2 separate regions of the Ovis aries genome follow, and region 2 is linked to region 1. A link is a contact called in public Hi-C data. All regions are on one chromosome and are shown on one strand. The core of a region is the stretch at or near the end of the contact, and the rest is flanking DNA. Distances in the headings are between cores, read along the strand shown.

Region 1 (2,700 bases), core at 116-2,615:
GTAACAAACCCTCAGGGAACCAGAACCTGAGACAGATTCCTCCTCCTCCTCCTCCTGTTCCCTAACACTGTCCTTTAACTGAGTAATGAGGATTTGGAAATAATGAGACTCATGAGAAGGTAAGAAAGATAGATCCAGGAACATGCTCTGCAGGGCTGCCTGGTACAGTTGTCCAGGTTGATCACTGCACAAAGGCACTCAGCCAAGGGGGCTATACATGGGTTGTATTCTGTGTTCTAAACCTGCAGTCCTAAAGCAGGCCATGTCTGCACAGAGGGGCTGTCTTTTTCTTACTCACATAAAGACATCTTTCTGGGCTAGCAGCTCAAGGTCACCCCATGCCCAAGTGCAAGGCAAGGTGTGGGATCTCCCCCAGGTGTTCAAAACAGGTTAGAGGCTTCCCTGAAGGGATTCTAGGTCTTCTGGACCACTGGCAACTTCTCAGGTGCCTGCCTGGCCCCCTAAAACAGCACGAACAGGACACTGCCTTCCCCAAGCACACATGACTGGGGATAGGGGTCTCATCTGGGCTAGGTCTCATCTGGGCTTAGCCTTCCAGAAGGCAAGGCAATAGAACCTCTTTAATCAAAAACTTCTCTGGGACTTCCCTGGTGGTCCATAAGACCACGCTGCCAATGTACGGGGCGCAGGTTTGATTCCTGATCAGGGAACTAAGATCCCACACGCTGTGTGGTATGGCCAAAAGATTAAAAAAGAAAAAAAAAAAAAAAAAAAGCCTTCCCTGATAACTTGAAGCTTGAATTCTGTTGGTAAAGTCAAAAGGAAACTCCAATGTTTGGTGTGGGGTTTTTTTTGGAGGGGGCAGGGAGCAGTGGGCAGGATATCCTGGCTGTGTCCAGGGAGGCACAGCCACAGGGCTGAGACCTCACAATCACCAGCTCTATCCGTGCTAAAAGCCAATAACCCACTTCTAGGAAGACCTCACCCTTACACCCCCAGAACACCAAACAAGTTTCTGCAGAAGGGAATTTTGGCTGGAAGGGGGAGGGGTATCCAAGGGGCCAAACTGTACCTAAGAAGGCGTCCCAGAGGAATTCTGGGAGAGAGGAAGGAAAGCGGGGTACCCATCTCTGGCTAGGATGTCCTGCTCCCAAGCTCAGGAGGACACCCCCTTAACACTCAGCCCTGACGTGGTCGGGCTCTCTTATCTCCAGATCGGCAGGAGGAGCCCCCCAGAGTCTGGCTGAGGACACAGCTGTCCCTCCCTTCTGCTCCTCGCAGGGACTGGCAGCGCCTGCCAGCAAACACACCCACGCCCAGCACTTGGCGTGTTCCGTTTTCTCTCCTCCTCCAACCCTGGCAGTCGAAGCAAACTGGAGCAGCCAACTGGCCCCAAAGAGAAGGGCTGTCGACTCGTCCTCAGGCTTTAGCTCTCAAGAAAGCTATTTAAACCCAAGCAGGCACAGCCCCAGAAGCTGGCGAGGGCGGCACATTTTTCAGAAACCAAAATAACAGCTATGATCAGAGGCACAACCATAGTGCGACTGACTCACTGCTGCCCAAACCCCAACAGCAGGGCTCAGAGCTCTGCCCGTCATCTCCCCTGACTGGACTTGGCTCTCCTAAGACCTCAGACCTAAAGGAACACAGCCCAGAGGGAGGTGAACCCACAAGGCACCAGCCTATTTCTCCTGCAGGTAGGTTGTCAGATACAGGGAGGGCAGCTCATTAAATGTGAATTTCAGGTAACCAACAAACAGGTTTTCAGTATAAGCGTGTCCCGACAATTGCATGGGACACACTTAGGCAAAAATCATTCACTGTCTACCTAAAATTCACATTTAACTGAGCATCTCTTTGCTGCTGTTATTTCTTGGGAGTTTTTTGGGTTTGTTTTTGCTCCATTTGGCAATCCTACTGAGTTCTGGATATATAGTGGGTGCCCACGTGATGCCTAAATTGTTTCTTTCTTGGTCATCCCAGATTCACTTAATTCAGGAATCTGTATCAGGGACTTCCCTGGCAGTCCAGTGGCTAAGACTCCATGCTTCCAATGCAGGGGACGTGGGTTCAATTTCTGGTTGGGGAACTAAGATCCTACACTCCGCAGGGCGCAGCCAAAAATAAATAAATAGACCAATCTACTCATAATCCCCTTGGTGCGTGTGTGCTCAATCGTGTCCAACTCTGCGACCCCATGGACGGTAGCCCGCTAGGCTCCTCCGTCCATGGGATTCCCCAGGCAAGAATGCTGGAGCAGGATGCCATTTCCTTCTTCAGGGGATCTTGCCAACCCAGGGATCAAACCCACGTCTCCTGCACTGGCAGGCGGATTCTTTACCACTGAGTCACCAGGGAATTAAAATAACACATTCCCGGGGCCCGTCCATGATTCTATTTCAGGAGGTTTAGAAGAATGTCCTCAGATCTTCATTTTTAGCAGACTTCCCCAGAAGAGTCAATTGGACCGGAAGTCTGAGATGCAGCTGACCTAAACCTCAATCTTGCCTTTTTTAAGACAACCTTGAAAATAAGACACCAGCCCACTAGTCGCCCTCCATCCCCTACCACACCTGGGATCACTCAGAATGTAAGAAGACAGCAAAGTATACAAGTACATATTTTCAGTCTGTGGACAGGTGAAGTGCAGGCTGAAGAGATGTATAAGATCCAAAGAGTTTCAAGGTGCCAGAATTCTACTCACTACGGGAGGAGGTGGGGGGTGGGGCGGGGCATTAC
Region 2 (2,700 bases), core at 77-2,576, 680 kb before region 1:
TTTTTAAATGTATATTTAGATATATATGGCTTTGATAGGAAGCCTTTTTAAAGTCTTTATCGAATCTGTTGCAACACTGCTTCTGTTTTGTGTTTTGTTTTTTTTGGCCACGAGCACGTGGGATCTTAGCTTCCCGACCAGGGATGGAGCCCACACCCCCTGCATTGGAAGGCAAAGTCTTAACCACTGCACCACCAGGGAAGTCCCCCAAAGGAAATTTCTGCCCCATGTGAATACACAAAAGTGATATTTACAGAACAGTCATTCTGAGGAAAGGAAAAAAAAAACCGGAGTCCGTGAACTCCAGCCGTCTTGGATCACACATCTAGGGCATTCGCTAGCTGACATTCTCAGGTCTCTTCCTGATTTCCCCTGTGTTCTGATCTCACGTTCGCCAAGGTGCAGACCTGACTCAGACCAAGTGGCGGGGAGACGTGTGAACAACTCTCTTTCCAGCGTTAAGTGTTTTCCATCACAACAAAAGTGCTAATCAATATCCTCGAGAGATCCTTGTACTGCAAGAAGCCTGAGAGAGACTGCCGGCAACCTCAGTGCTCAGTGCAGGGCATCCTCAAAGGCTCGAGAGGCCAGTGTTGTCAGGGACCCCTGCAGGGAAGTGGCTTGTGATCCTCATCAGCTCTGAAGCATCACCTGGGGCCTCTTCTCTCTTCTCTTCTTCACACTCTCAGAGAACGCGTGTTCAAGTTTCCCGGAGTCCTCGGGCCCCTCTGATCACTGCCTCTGAATACTGACACAATTTTAGTGCGATGATAGATGGTGTGTGTGTGTTGTTGTTGTTGTTTAGTTGCTAAGTTGTGTTTGACTCTTTGAGACCCCATGGACTGTAGCCCGCCAGGCTCCTCTGTCCATAGGATTTCCCAGGCAAGAATACTAGAGTGGATTGCCATTTCCTTCTCCAGGGAATCTTCACAGCTCAGGGATTGAACCCTGCATTGGCAGGCAGATTCTTTCCCCACGGAGCCACCTGGGAAGCTCCCAACACAATTTTAGTATGCACACCAGTGGGGTGAAGCAATCACTCAATAACCCCCTTGAGTATGGAACAGAAAAATAGGTACGTTTGCTTTGGAATTAATTCTATTTCATTTGCCTTCATGATTCAGTCTTGAATAATATAATCAAGTTAGCTGACATTACTTAAGCAAGCTTGAGTTATGTGAGTAATTGGGAAAGAGCCAATTATTTGATGGAAAAAAGCCAAGCTGGGATTCTTTTTTTTTTTTTCCTCCTGGGTAAAGAATAGTCGTCTAGAAGTTGCTGACTCATTCATGTTGTTGTAATAGTCGTTCAGTCACTAAGTCGTGTCTGATTCTTCAAGACCCTTGGCCTCCACTATCTCCTGGAGTTTGCTCAAACTCATGTCCTTTGAGTCGGTGACACCATCCAACCACAGTTGAATATTAATCATACACTAAAGAGTTTTATGTTCTCTGGATAGTTTGGGGATTTGTTAAGACCATGAAGTAGCGAGAGATGTTCATATTCCTTTTCTAAAACAAAGAATGCTCTCAGGGAATCTCCCTGGCTGTCCAGTGGCTAAGACTTCACCTTCCAGTGCAGGGGGTGCGGGTTTGATTCCTGTTCTGGGAGCTAAGCTCCCACATGCTTTGCTGCCAAAAAGCCAAAACATAAAACAGTAGCAGTACTGTGAAAGTGAAGTTGCTCAGTCATGTCCGACTCTTTGAGACCCCGTGGACTCTAGCCTACCAGGCTCCTCTGTCTATGGGATTCTCCAGGCAAGAATACTGGAGTGGGTTGCGATTTTCTTCTCCAGAGGATCTTCCCAACCCAGGGGTTGAAGCTGGGTCTCCTGCATTGCAGGCAGATGCTTTACCCTCTGAGCCACCAGGGAAGGCCAGAAATACTATAACAAATTCAATGAGGACTTTAAAAATGGTCCTTGTCAAAAAGAATGTATCCTCATACTGAAGAACAATTTGCTTTATTATTTACTTTTTACTAGAAATAGTGTTGCTATTTTCTTTATTAGAGTTGATAATCCACCTATTATTGAAGTATAATTTTCCTGCAATATTGTGTTCTAGGTGCATAACAGTGATTGATATTTCTTTACATCACAAAATGATCACTAGGCTAAGTCTAGTTACCATCTGTCACCATACACATCTTTTAAAAATATTATTGGCTGTATTTCCCATGTTGTCCATTTCATTCCCCATGACTTATTTATTTTGTAACTGGAAGTTTGTACTCTCAATTGCCCTCACCTATTTCTAGAGTAGATACATTTTAGAACCAAACTAAAGAAAACCACTCAGATCCATTTTATTAGCATGGCAGAGTCAAATGCCAAAGTTATTCTACCTAAGAAAATAAGAGCTGTTGAGCATTGAGAACTTGACCGTTCTATGTCACATGGCTAGAGTGGTCAAAAATGAAGTCCTTGGTTATTTTGGATCAAGCAAGTTAAAAATCAAATCATTTCACTTGGAAAAAATGAAGTGATGTGGCTTTAAATGCATGGATAGCCCCCTCTAGTGGTCAAAGGGGGTGGGTCAGGGCTTTATACAGGTTCTTTGTTATTATCCATCTGGGTTCCCTACCTCCCTGCATGCGTGCATGCTAAGTTGCTTCCATCGCGTATGACTCTTTGGTACCCTATGGACTTGTAGCCCACCAGGCTCTTCTGTCCATGGGTTTCTCCAGGCAAGCATACCG

Evidence for each region. A called contact is a pair of places that touch in the nucleus more often than the background predicts.
Region 2: a contact with region 1 is called in a Hi-C map of mixed tissues, with 7 times the contacts expected there. The contact joins two enhancer-like sites. A contact is called at or near these places in 5 of 16 Hi-C or Micro-C datasets (blood, hypothalamus, mixed tissues and 1 more).

What each region holds. Positions count from the first base shown.
Region 1 is chr17:51,058,241-51,060,940 of ARS-UI_Ramb_v3.0, reverse strand. SCARB1 (scavenger receptor class B member 1) reads right to left here. Exons shown (of 11, transcript XM_060401088.1): 11 at 1-2,700. Among named protein-coding and RNA genes, the nearest start is that of SCARB1, 92 kb to the right of the region's middle. Within about 2 kb of position 1,365, at least 19 of the 54 cell types and tissues checked have an H3K27ac peak or open chromatin away from gene starts, as enhancers often do.
Region 2 is chr17:51,737,642-51,740,341 of ARS-UI_Ramb_v3.0, reverse strand. No RefSeq gene overlaps it. Among named protein-coding and RNA genes, the nearest start is that of CCDC92, 43 kb to the left of the region's middle. Within about 2 kb of position 1,326, at least 5 of the 54 cell types and tissues checked have an H3K27ac peak or open chromatin away from gene starts, as enhancers often do.